Linked DNA regions of Capra hircus: region 1 is linked to region 2. A link is a contact called in public Hi-C data. All regions are on one chromosome and are shown on one strand. Each heading gives the region's core, a stretch centred on a gene start, on an enhancer-like site or on the middle of the called end of the contact. The rest is flanking DNA. Distances are from core to core; before and after follow the strand shown. Region 1 holds the start of GLRX5 (glutaredoxin-related protein 5, mitochondrial). Region 2 overlaps SYNE3 (nesprin-3).

What was found. A called contact is a pair of places that touch in the nucleus more often than the background predicts.
Region 1: a contact with region 2 is called in a Hi-C map of blood, with 3 times the contacts expected there. The contact joins the promoter of GLRX5 here to the enhancer-like site in region 2. A contact is called at or near these places in 2 of 5 Hi-C or Micro-C datasets (both in blood).

Annotation. Positions count from the first base shown.
Region 1 is chr21:59,731,075-59,737,685 of ARS1.2, forward strand. GLRX5 (glutaredoxin-related protein 5, mitochondrial) reads left to right here and starts at 2,957. Exons shown (of 2, transcript XM_018066452.1): 1 at 2,957-3,337. The coding sequence starts at 3,037. It overlaps LOC106503380 (a long non-coding RNA gene), which reads right to left and starts at 2,785. Exons shown (of 2, transcript XR_001297050.2): 1 at 2,448-2,785; 2 at 434-1,195.
Region 2 is chr21:59,632,062-59,639,045 of ARS1.2, forward strand. SYNE3 (nesprin-3) reads right to left here. Exons shown (of 18, transcript XM_018066222.1): 11 at 6,143-6,277; 12 at 3,907-4,068; 13 at 3,539-3,711; 14 at 2,969-3,101; 15 at 620-781. Among named protein-coding and RNA genes, the nearest start is that of SYNE3, 79 kb to the right of the region's middle. Within about 2 kb of position 1,675, at least 1 of the 5 cell types and tissues checked has an H3K27ac peak or open chromatin away from gene starts, as enhancers often do.

The sequences.
Region 1 (6,611 bases), core at 1,707-4,206, 100 kb after region 2:
AGGATGCCTGAGTCAGCATGTTTACATAGTAGACTAGTTTGGGGTCAAATTACATTTTGTGACCCAAATCCCAGGATTCTCCTAAGTTTCTCGTACTTCCCACCCCCACTTCCCTGTTAATGTCCCCAAGGGAGAGATCACAAAGTGATAAAGAGGGTGACATCCCGTTCAGAACGCCCAAATGCACTTGCATACAAACGCAGATTCCTTACAACTGTTTAAGAAGTGTATTTTTGTCATAGGTTCACTATAGAGTCTCTAGTGAGCAAGTTGATAATTCAGATGCCAAGTTATATACAAGAGGCTGGTGCTTTGGAGGAAATATTTTGAACACTATTTTCTTTGATTCTTTAAATCACTGATGTTTGGTGCCAACACCTGATGAGTGGTTTTAAGTCAAAGACAGAAAGGAATATATTCAACACATACAACATTTTATACTTCAGGTTACTTTATTAAAAACTTACATTTAGGTGTATTGCTTCAATTTCTTTGGTCTAGATACATGATCTCTTTCCCTTCATCATCTTATCAAAGCCATCCCACTTAGCTCTTTGAAAGAACCCCCGCTTGCTTTTCCATGTCCTTGCATTTCCGACAGTCTCACCGTATTGACTGTAACTAGCAACTCTATCGTAAGTTTGCAAAACATAGGGTTCATATTCTTCCTGCTCAACGATTATTCTTAATGACAGCTATATTCTCAACTTAGTAAAATGTCTGTCAATTGTACAGGCAAAGCCAATATTACAGACCAGGCAAACAACAGGCTACTCCCCACCACCCAGTTTCACATTTTGGACCCTCACATAATCGGTTTGCAAATTCTTCTCCCTATTCCAGTGAACACAAGCAGAGAATCAGGCAGCTTATAGGAGGCAATGAACAATTTACATTTTCTGGAACAAACTGTCAATATTTACTGAAAAAATAAAATAAAATAAACTTACTATAAGCACTGGGTTAGCCAAAAAGTTCATGTCGGTTTTCTCAGCTTACAGGAAAACCAAATGAACTTTCTGGCCAACCCAATATGAGTATATGTTAGGTGACCTTGAAAATGATACAGTTCCTAAAGTTATGAGCCACAGATGCTGGACTTCTGGAACAACAGTTAAACTTCCGCATCACATCACTTTCCGTATTATTTCTGTTCATGATGTCTGTTCCTCTGATTTACCTGGAATCAATGACTCTGGGGGAGAAAAAAAGGATTCTTTAAGAAGCTCATCAATCGTGGGTCCCACATTAGTAAAGTACTAAACATCAATAACATCAGAGGGGGGTTAAATAAATATGTCACTGGGGAGCATTTCTGAGGAAAGTCTTGAGTTTAATTTTCAGCTTATGGGGCTCAAGTTTCATGCTGAATGATTATTTAGAAGATACTCTTGCTGAAAGCACATATTTTAATTTTCAGATTTTTAACCTTGAATGCAGAACGAGGTCACCTCCAGCCACAACTTTTAAAATACTTAGGGTTTTAAAAAAAAAAAAAAAAGGAAAGGTAATTTGTAGCAGTACTGAAGTGTCCAACAGAAACCACTTCATCTGTTAAACAATATCTGACTGCCAAAGTTTCTCTTCCTGTCGGTTGATAGACAATGGCATGGCACAGCCATCATCGCCGTGGCAACAGCACTGGGAACTATCAGAGGAAAATTGCACATGGCACTGCCGGCCCTCGAGCAGTCCTGCCTCAGCTTCCTCTGAAGAATGCTTTCTCTGCAAGTCTGGGGTGCTCCAGGGTACCATCAACCCAGTGCGACGCCGAGACTACAGATCACATGGCGATTTCACAGAGCCCCGCTCTTCGGGGGTCACTCTTGTCAGCAACGCAAGCACCCGTTTTACGTACTGAAGATGCAGCGGTGAATGAAGTCAAGGGTCTGGGAGGGAAGGCAACAACAACCTAATGATGCACGACAAGGTGTGACATGCACAATGAAGAATGGAGAAAGCGGTGGGCCTCGGGAGGCTTCCTTTCCCTCCCCTGTACCCCCACATTGCTTTGTGCCCGCCTCTCATCTGTCAACCTTTGGGCACAGGTCTCACTGGACGTCTCTCCCCGGCGCCGTGCCTTGTACGCAGCAGCTGCTCGGAAAACGTTCCTCGAACGAACCAATTCCTTTCTTAAGTTTCTCACTCAACACACCTTTCCTGCGGCCCAGGCCCAGGGGCTTAAGTAGGCTGAAAAGTCAGCGAAGCCCCGACCACACAGACAAGAGCGCCTCGTGAACTTTAAAAGTCAAAAGCTATTTTAGTGAAATAATCGAGGTGCAGAGGCGAGAAAGGGTCTGGGTCTCCCACGTGGGCAGCGGGACAGCCGGAGGGCCGGGACTCAAGCCCCGCGCGCCCCGACCTCGTAACCCCGGCCCGGCCCGGCCCCCAGAGGCCCGCGCGGTCCCTGCTCCCGCCGCGGCCTCACGGAAGCTTCGGCAGCTCACCTAAGCGGACAATGCAGGACCGAGGCCTACTCCAGCCCCTCCAACAACGCGAGCTCACGACCCAGGTACCGGCCAACCGCGCTGCCGTGGCAACGCCGCTGCCGCCGTCTGCACCGGAACCGGAACCCTCGTCTGGACGTGACCCCTTCCCGGCGTTCCGCGGAGCTGCGAAAACCCCGCCCAGCGCCTGACCCAGTCCTCCCACAGTATCCCAGCAGGCCCGTCTACCCTTCGGAGGGAAGTCGTCTTTTTGGTTTCGCCTCTGCTTACCACGGAACGTCGTGACACTGATGGACATCCACTTTCTCCAATCAGCTGACGAAGCGGTTGCCGACGGCCAATGGTAAGGGGGGTGGGTAGTGGCTCAGACGTAAAGACCTCCTTCAACCTGTCGGGGCGGGACGAGCAATCTGATTGGTAGAATCAAGTAATTGCGGGACAGCTCTATCCAATGAGGGAGAGCTATTCGGAGCCGGTCCAATGAGGGCCTCCGGGGGGCGGGCCGAGTCGCCGCGGGCCGGGCCCCGGGAAGGCTCCGGCTGTCTAGCCCAGGTCGCCGCCGGTCAAGAGCTGCGGCCAACGTGCTGGGATGAGCGGCTCCCTGGGCCGGGCGGCGGCGGCGGCGGCGGCGACGGCTCTGCTCCGCTGGGGGCGCGGCGTAGGCGGCGGCCTCCGGGGCCCGGGTGTGCGGGCGGCAGGCTCGGGCGGCAGCGGCTCGTCGGAGCACTTGGACGCGTTGGTGAAGAAGGACAAGGTGGTGGTCTTCCTCAAGGGGACGCCGGAGCAGCCCCAGTGCGGCTTCAGCAACGCCGTGGTGCAGATCCTGCGGCTGCACGGCGTCCGCGACTACGCGGCCTACAACGTGCTGGACGACCCCCAGCTCCGGCAAGGTCAGGGCCGGCTGCGGGCGGGGCTGGGGGGCGACCTTCTTTGGCTGCTCTGCGGGGCCGAGGGTCTGTCGGGCAGGTCCGTCCGGAGGCTCGAGGGGAGGGGGTTAGGGTATGGGTTTCCACACCGCATCAGAGCATCTAGAGTGGGGGCACGATCGAGTTGGAGCTAGGTTTTGAAGATCGGGGGCCCTGGGCCAGTCTGTGCAGCGGGTTTAAGTCCTAGCGGTTCTCCGATCCTCACTCTGAGCTGCAATAGGCGTTTCGGGGCAAGTTCTCTTCGGCTGAGTCCAAGCAACATTATCAGCAGCCCGACTCCCAGCTCTGCAGGAGTGGGGAAGTGGGGCAGAGGGATACAGGAAGAGGCCCTAAGAAGTAATCACTTGGGGACAATTTGAGGGAGTGGCCTGTCCCGTGGATAAGGGACAGGTGCTGTTGATGGTGCCGGGAGGGCCGAGGTTGCCCTTTTCTGAGCCTCGGGGATTCAGAGATTGGCCTGTCGTGCCTCAAGGCTGGGGGATGAGGGTGGTCAGGGACCGTTCTCCGTCGTTGCTTACAAGGAGGGGCTTGACTCAGCTTTTGGAGTGGACTTAGCTGACGTCTGCTGCTGAAAAAGACATGAAAATTTATGTTCAGATACTCAAGGATGGGGGAGATGTGTGGGAGATAGGGTATCTTAGAGAGGTTTGTGGGGAGCTGGACGAGGAATTACTCCTGAGCCCTAGCTAACTCAAGCTGGCAGCTCCAGGAGCCAGTCAGGTTCTGGGGCAAAGTATGCAGAGTCTGTGACTTGTCACTGGCTCTGGAGGGAGGGAGGAGGTCCCTGACAGTTAATTAGCACCTTTGCTGTTGAGTCTCCTGCTGTGAACCTTACCTGCATTCTGCTGTTTCAAGTGAGTTGAGTAGGAGGGACTGGAGAAGGGAATGGCACGGGCACGCATTCCAGTATTCTTGCCTGGAAAACCAGGCCTGCCCTTTGGCTGGGGTGGATGGGGCTGGCAGAGAAATGGGGGGACTGTTCCTGTACCCGCTGAAGCGTGGCATTCCAGTTAGACTTTTCAGTGACTGAGTTCTCCCTGAGTCTTCCTGAGGTTGTTTAGTGACAGTGTCCTAGAGAGTTTTAAGGCACCAAGTTCTCTGGTAGTCTCCATGCCGAGTTCTGTATTCTGCTGTTCTGCATTTGAAGTTGTCCATCATAGTCATTCCAACATGGACGAGACAGGCTGGTGTCAGGGAAAGGCTTCAGGTTAGAATCCTGTGGCAAATCCATTCTGCAGCCTGAAGCAAGGCACAAAACTGCGTTTTCCCTTTGAATAATATGAGGATAATGAAACCACGTGTGCCAAAGATTTTGTGAGGAACAAAGAGAAAGGAAAACTTTTAGAATGTGCCCGTCATCTCACCTGGCACAGGGAAGGCACCCACTAAATGGTAGCTGTTTTATTATTAGCACTTTATGACTTTAAAAGTATTTTTCCCCATGTTATCTAATCCCTGCAGAACTCTTGGTTTTGGCGGGTGGAAACGAGGAGTGAAGGCAGCTTAGCATTACCAGAAGGTATGGGATCCCAAAGAGTCGGACACAACTGAGCGACTAAAAATTTTAAAAAGTAATACTTTCATGTATTATGCCCACGATCCTTTTGCCTTCCTGGTCTTCTGGAATGCTACCAAGTGGCTGGCTTTTTTCACTTACAGGGTGAGCTGCAGTCTTCATCCAGCAGCAGGGTGTCTCTGCTTATAAGATAAGATGGGAGTAACTGCAGTCTCAGCTGGGACCTTGCCTTGCCACTATGGCCCTTAGTAAAAAGTTGTGTTGTTGATATCTTGCTTAACATAAAGTTTTGAGAGCCTCCAGTTTGTGACTTTCAGTTCTCCTGTTTAATATAACCAGTGGATGGTATAACTGAATCCCTTTGCTCTATACCTGAAACATTATGCATCAACTATACTTCAATTATAAAAAAAAATGTTTTTAAATATAACCAGAGGTAGGCCATACTGCAGTCTGGCCAGCAAACTGAAAGTAAGAGCAGGAGTGAGAATGTTTTTGCTAAGAACACTTCTGTGTTTGACTTTCAGCCTTCTGTTCTTAAGTGTTCAAACAATAGCAACAGGAATTTAACCCTTAAATGTCTTGACCATTGACTTTCATCAGACCATTACTTTAGTCAGTAAATGTGTTACATGTATATTGAACATAATACATGTCCTTTGTTCCCTAGAAAAGTAAGCATTAGTGTAAGTCTTAACCTCCAGACTTAGGGCAGGGTGGTGTAAGCAGGTTTTCACAATGAGGATTAGTTTAGCCTGGGTGAGGCTTTGAAACTTGAAGTCTCCATCTTTTTGCTTGCCACAGCTTTGAGTTTACCGCGAGAGACTGACAGGCTGTCTGATGCTTGCTTTTGCCAACCAAGGATATGTCTGTGCGCCTTTCCCAGACCCAACGTCACTTCTAGTAACAGGAGAGTTCAGTTCAGTTCAGTCACTCAGTTGTGTCTGACTCTGCGACCCCATGGACTGCAGCACGCCAGGCTTCCCTGTTCATCACCAACTCCCGGAGCTTGCTCAAACGCATATCCTTCGAGTCGGTGATGCCATCCAACCATCTCATCCTCTGTCGTCCCCTTCTCCTCCTGCCTTCAGTCTTCCCCTAGAGGGCAGACAGAATGAAAACCACAACAGGAGAGGGACTCCTACAAAACTGGCCTTTCCTGCTTTCTTGTGCCAGAGGAGGCTGAGCTTTACAAAGAGCCCAAGCTGGAGGAAGACCCTCAGACACTGTCTCCTGGTTCTGGGCGCTGGGTCCGTGCAGTGTGGTGCCCAGAGGTGTCAGGCCGAGACCTGAGACCCAGGGAACCAGGGCGACTGTGAGGCAGCTTTGCACTTTGTCCTTCCTCAAGGGTTTGTTTTTGTTTTTGTTTTTGTTTTTCCTTTTTTAAAACCAGGAGCACACACTGAAGACAACCACAGTGGAACCCAAAGAGATAGGGACCTATCTCCCAGCCCTGGTCTTAACAAAGACTAATCTTTACTTTTGGTTTCAAAAGAAACATGTGCTCATGGGAGAAACTTGGAAAACAATGATGAAAACCTAAAGCAAATGAAAATCCACTGTAATTCTGGTGGAAACCATAAACCATTATTATTAATATTTGGATCTACCTTCTAACAGTTTTATTTATTTATTTTTTTTCAGTAGAGTTGAGATCACACATATCTATATATGGCGTTCTGCCCTCCTGAGAGCGGGGAACGTGTCTTTTGTGACTCCCGG
Region 2 (6,984 bases), core at 425-2,924:
AGAATCATGAGTTAAACAAACAGCTGTTCTTTTAAGCAACAAACTGTCAGAATGGCTTGTTACATAGCAAGAGTTAACTGATTAGATGAGTCATGATTAGTGGTGATATTTTCCAAGTTGGGCAATACAGCAGGAGGTGTGAATGAATGGATGGTTTTCCCATAATACTGGAAGCAAAAAAAAAAAAAGTTTAAAACTATTATTTAGGACTTCCCTGGTGGTAGAGTGGATAAGAAGCCACCTGCCAATGCAGGGGACACAGGTTCGATCCCTGTTCTGGGAAGATTCCACACGGTGCAGAGCAACTAAGCCGGTGAGCCACAGTTACTGAGCTCGAGTGCAGCAACTACTGAAGCCCGCACACCCAGAGCCCACGCTCCACAAGAGAAACCGCCGCAATGAAAAGCCTGTGCACCGCAACTAGAGAGCAGCCCTCACTCGCTGCAAATGGAGAAGGCCCAAGCACGGCCATAAATAAATAAATACATCTTTAAAAAAATTTATACATAAGCCATAACAGGTATGTGCTCTTTTTTTTTTTTTGAGAACTCTCTGGCAGCAAACACATCTTTGGGGGCCAAATCCTCTGAAATAAAGAGGCTGTTCCTTGGGCACAAACCTGCAGCTTTGTTGCTCTGATCCTCAAGTCCTCGGTGGTGGGAGTTTTCATGGCAATGATCCTAACCAGCTTGGAATTTTCCTTCTGCAACCAGTCCTCAAAGTTCCTCAGGGACTGGGGATAATCCTCATGGCTGCCTCCTTCCTCCCTGAGCAGACCTGCCTGCAGGAAGGCACAGCATGGTCAAAGCCTCAGAGTTTCTGCAAACAGCCCACTGGCCATGTGTCCTGGGAATTCCATCCAAGCAGAGGGTGGGGGATGAGGATGCCCAGAGGGAGATAAGAGGCACCTGGAGGGGCGAAGGGATGAGGAAAGCATCTCTACTCAATGTAGACATGATTAGGGACCAAGAACATTGCCCACTGCCACCTCTTTGGTCTCCTGAAGGCTACCAGCATCATCCCTTATCAGGATGTCTACAATGTGATCACCTTCTGCCACTTCTGTCCCTCTTCAAGTTAGGTGGCCAGAGTGATCTGTCCAAGATGCAAGTCCAGGGACTTCCCTGGTGGTCCAGTGGTTAAGAATCCACCTGTCGATTCAGGGGACCCAGGTTTGATCGCTAGTCTGGGAACTCAGATCCCACATGCCGCGGGGCAACTGAGCCGTGAGCCACACCTACCAGAACCTCTGCTCTAGAGCCCACAAGCTACAACTAATGAACCGACACGCTACAACTACGGAAGCCCACATGCTACAGCTACGGAAGCCCACATGCTACAACTACGGAAGCGCACATGCCCTGGAGCCTGTGCTGTGCAACAAGAGAAGCTGCCTCAGTGTGAAACCCGAGCCCTGCAGCGAAGAGTTGCCCCGGCTTGCCACAACTAGGGAAAGCCCGTGCATGGCAATGAAGAGCCCATGCACTGCAACAAAGACTCAGTGAAGCCAACGATTAAAAAATAAACAAAAATAAAAATAATAAATAAAATGCAAGTCCACTCAGCCACGCCATCACTTACACAGCTGAGTAGCTTCTCACACTCGATGCGGCCGGAGAGCCTCAGATTCTGGCCCTGCCTGGCTCTGCGGCTCATGAGACCTGCCCCATTGTCTGAGCCAGGGCCCACAGCCATCTAGCACCCGGCGCTGGTGCTGTCTCCCTCGGGTCCTTGCAGGCACAGTCTCCTCTGCATGGAACACACTCCGTTCCACCTCTCCTTGACTCCCACTCAGCTGTGAGGCGCCCTGAACATCTCATTTTCATCTCTCCAGGGAGGGCTTCGCTACCCCCAAGTCCTTCACTCTGCAGCAGGCTGCCGTGGCCTCTGGGTCTTCTGGCTCCATGAACCACGTGTTCTGTAAACCCTTATTCTATTGCATTGCGGTTCCTGCTTCCCTGCTTCTCAAAATGTGCTTCAAGGCCTAGCAGGCTTAGCATCACCTGGGAGCTTGTAGAAAAGCAGGGTGAGGGGTCCCAGTCCAGATCTTCTGAATCAGAATCTGCATTTTGGTACGATCTGGATGCACACGACAATCTGAAAAACTCTGTGCTGGATGCTACCTTCTCTGAGGGTTGAAAGTATCTCTGTTTTATTTACAGCTGTGTCCCAGCTCCAAGCACAGTTCTCAGAACACAGAAAGACTCAGTAAGAGCTTTCTGGATGGGGAAATGAGAGAAGGAATGGACGTGTCAATGAATTAGTGTGCTGTCTTTGAAGAACAAGGAATTAATTTCTTCTCATTGTGGTTCTTTTTTTTTAAAGGCTGTCAAGGAGAGGGATGGATGATATGATATAGTGAGGTTAGTTCTTTTTACAAAATGTAGTTTCTGTGTGTTATGTGTTAGTCGTTCAGTCGTGTCCAGTTCTTTGCGACCCCATGGACTGGAGCCCTCCAGGCTCCTCTAGTCCATGGGATTCTCCAAGCAAGAATATTAGAGCGGGTTACCATTCCCTTCTCTAGGGAGTCTTTCCAACCTAGGGATCAAACTCGGGTCTTCTGCATTGCAGGCAGATTGTTTACCATCTGAGCCACCAGGGCACCAAAAATACCTATCGTGTGTACTTCTAGTTTGCAGTCTGGTGCTGCTAGCAAGCTTCACACTCTGACACTCTCTTCCCTGCAAGGGAAGCAGTCGGATCTTCTGAGGGTGAGGGCCTGCCTGCCCTAGAGATGCCCAGGACCTTCCTCAGTGCAGACCCTGGGTCTGGGGTCCCAGAGTCCCTCTGCCCAGTGGCCCAGGGCACTCTTGTGTCACCACTGGGCAGGCTCACCAGATACAGGACAGGCCCCAGTCCTGAGCTGAGCATGTGGCCCCAGGCGGGGAGGGGGTTTACTGGTGACACCTTCCCACCATCACCTGACTCGGATCTGGGCCCTCCCCAGAAGCCCATGAGATGGACTTACCTGACGGCGATGCCGGGAAGTAAGATCCGTGGGGAGGATGAGAAACCCAGACTTTGGGATGTTATTGGTGAAAATCATTTTCTTCCCTGAATCCACTTCTGTCGTCCTCTGCAGCTGCCGGTTTCTGATGAGGCTGAGAAGTCAAATCCGCCCGGTCAACGTGATGATGAGATGGGGACTTCCCAGATCACGGGAGAAGTAACAGAACCGGGGAGGGAGGTGACTTCTGGTCCTCACAAGCCCATGCCTGTCCTTCGGGTCAGAAGCTGAAGCTCCCCAGGGCACCTGCGTTTCCAGTTCCCTGCCCGAGACTCACATTACCATCATCAAGGGGCATATATCTACCGATGCAGGTGAGGCCCCAGCCAGCAGGGGCTGGAGGCTAAACTGGGAAGCTTCCCTGCTCTTACTGCCTCTACTTAGAATTGCCTGGGGATGCCCGGAGGCGCCTGGCACCACGCCTGGCACACAGCAGAACCCCAGCCATCTGTTCTAGGAACATGGCTGAGCTCTCCCTGCTGGGAAGGAGGGTTGTCTGAGACCAGGCTCCAACCCAGGAGGCCCTCTCACCTCAGCAGGCTCTCCTCCAGCTGCCTCAAGGCCCTCCATGACTTGGTCAGCTCCTCCAGCTCCCCTTGGACCACAGCAGCTCCCTCCAGAGAAGACGCCTCCATCACCAGCCGGCCGAGCGCTTCCATCACGGGCAGCTGGGCTTCCTTCTCCGGGAATTCAGCCAGCAGCCTCTAAAGGACATACAATCACACACGTACACACACACACACACACACACACACACACACACACACAGTTAAGTCCTGGGGTGGTGGGGTGTCTGCTCCCTGGTATGAGAGCACCATTCACCACCCTCCGCCCGCCCCGAACCTGCCTTTGGGATGCAGGGGAGAGAATAAGCATCTCTGTGAGGAGATTCATCTTACCTCAACCTCAGCCTCCCGGGACTGGGCATCCCATGGGCCCGTGTCCCCACGGTAAGCCTCCAGCTTCTGTGTCATCACAGAGATCCACTGCCGCAGCTTCAGCAGATCGTGGTTGAAGGTGCAATGTTCCCGCAGGCTCTGCTGGCGTCCTTCCAGGAGGTCCTGTGGAACAGCCCCAGGGGAACCAGGCTGAAACCCCTGGCTACCCCATCCTGCAGGACCCTCAGCCCTGCCAGAGCCCTGGGGTGAGATGGCCCCCAGGGCTCCCCACCCAGGGAGGAACACGAGAGGTTGATCTTCTCTTCTGCACAATGCAAGGAATTGACTCCGGAAAGACCAAGTCTGGTTTACAGTGCCTCTAAGCCTGTTCTGCTTTTATGGGAAGTACCAAGTCTGGGTGAGGGTATGGGCGATGGGTGCTCTCTTCCACCACCAGTGTGGGGTATAAACTGGTACAACCACTTGGGAAGACTATCAGTTGGTGCCTACTAAAGCTGAACAGGTATCTGTGTGGCACAACCATTTCACCCCTGCATGTAACACAACAGGTGTGAACTTCACTTTGCAGCCAAATAGAGTGGGTATATTCTGATCGCCATCTAGAAGCACTTACTTTATTGAAAAGCATTATTTTATTTTTTCATTGACATATAGTTGAATAGGAAATCAACCCTGACTATTCACTAGGAGGACTGATGCTGAAGCTGAAGCTCCAGTACTTTGGCCACCTGATGTGAGGAGCTGACTCACTGGAAAAGACCCTGATGCTGGGAAAGATTGAGGGCAGGAGGAAAAGGGCGCAACAGAAGATGAGATGGTTGGATGGCAGTGTTTACTTAATAGACATGAGTTTGAGCAAACTCCGGGAGATAGTGGAGGATAGGGTAGCCTGGCATGCTGCAGTCCATGGGGTCGCAAAGAGTCAAATACAACTGAGTAACTGAACAACAGCAATAATTGATTTACAATGTTTCAGGTGTATAGCAATGTGATTTCATTAAATTTCTATCAATATAAATATGTATACATCTATATAGATATCTGTATATATACATTTTCTTTTTCAGAGTCTTTTTCCATTATAGGTTATTATTAACATATTATTTTCTTATCATTTGTTTGCTTTTATTTCTCTTTTTGATGATAGAAAAAGCATTATATTAAATTTGTAAATCGTGTGGGTAACTTGTACTATCTATGAATTTCAGGGTTGCAAAGACGATGCCAGAAATTCTTTATTAAAATGGAGCACACAGGGTCCAGAAGGGTGAGAAATCCTGCCTTAAACTAAACACTTTCCTGAGCTGCAGATGCCTGAGAGCTGGCTTTGCACACCTGGGACTCTTGTTACAGATGCAGACCCAGGACTTCACTTGAATCAGTGTCGTCAGGGTAGGGCTGGGACAGACATTTCAGCTTGTCCCACTACCCACACCACCCTGCTGCTGCTAAGTCGCTTCAGCCGTGTCCGACTCTGTGCGACCCCATAGACGGCAACCCACCAGGCTCCCCCATCCCTGGGATTCTCTAGGCAAGAATACTGGAGTGGGTTGCCATTTCCTTCTCCAATGCATGAAAGTGAAAAGTCAAAGTGAAATCGTTCAGTCGTGTCCGACCCTTCGCAACCCCATGGACTGCAGCCTACCGGGCTCCTCCGCCCATGGGATTTTCCAGGCAAGAGTACTGGAGTGGGGTGCCATTGCCTCCTCCACACCGCGGTCAGTCCGCCACAGACACAAGAAGGATCCAGGTGGCCACCAGAGGGCGCCGCAGACAGAGCTCACAGCCAGCGGGACCCAACTTGCAACCTGGCATGAACGCAGCAAACACGACAGGAGGCTCCTGTGTGGGTGCGGCCTGCTCCGTGCTTTGGTCTCCTGGCACGTGCGGAATTGTATGTTTCACTTGTGGATGCGTATGTTTGACATGTGGAATCGTTTGTTTAACTTGTTGCTGACTTGTTGTCCATCTACCCATCGGCACTTAAGCCCCAGGAAGGCAGGGGGCTCGCTGTCCTGCTCACAGTGTCTCCATCCTCAGGACCCAGCATCCTGCCTGGCATACAGGAGACGCTCAATCATGAACAAATGAGGAAGGGAAGAAAGAAAGAAAGGGAGAAAGAAAAAGAAGGGTTGGAAGGAACGACGGAAGGAAAGAGGGAGAAAGTCCTCAGGAGGGGTGGACAGATTCCAGGAACCTGGCCTCTGTTGACACAGACCCTCTGCTGGCCCCTTACCTCCAGAGACCTCTGCAGGGCCTGGTGGGCGGCGGAAAGCTGGTCCATTTTGTGCTGGTGGTTAGGGTTCCCCTGGAAGAGGGGCCTCATGGCCTCCACCTGAGACCCCAGGTCCATCCCCTCCTCCTGCAGCCCCTGCAGGAGAGGAAGGAATGAGTGGAACATCCTTTCTCCTTCTCGTGGACGCTGATCAGGGTGGGGACCCTGAATGCAAAGACCAGGAGGGTTCAGGGATGGCAGGACTCCCCACCTCCATCGGCCACACCCCACGGCTGTCTGATGGGCCACTCTTAGGAATGGTGAGAATTTTTTAAATGAGATGAAAATATTCTGCGACACCATGAAAATAAACTGCTAAAGACCAGAGGTGTCGCTGGGGGACAGACTCACGTCTGGACTCCTCCTTGACGACCACCTCTTCTTATGGAGAATCGCATCTTAGCTTTAGTTTTAAATCCCCCAAATGCATCATTTTTAATACCTTCCAAAGAACACTCCCAGTTATGTATGAGCTGTGCCTGGATTTTAAAAAGGTAACTGTTGTTTCATGGGCATTTTAAAAACCAGCAAGCTCCTCACCCAGCCAACAATGATTCATGATCAGCCTACCTACAGTCCATGTGTTTTAAAATATTTATTCTTAATCCTCAAATCACTTATTTAACTGAAGGCCTCTGGCCTCATTAGGAACACTTAGCAAAGCAACTTTAGAAGCAAATATTCATGTTAGACTTTAGGACCACAGAGTAAGCAAAAAAAAACTTATTTTGTTGGGCTCAAGTATCAGCCATTTGGAGGCGCTAAAGGCCAGGAACCATCAGGCATACCAGCAGAAACTCAGC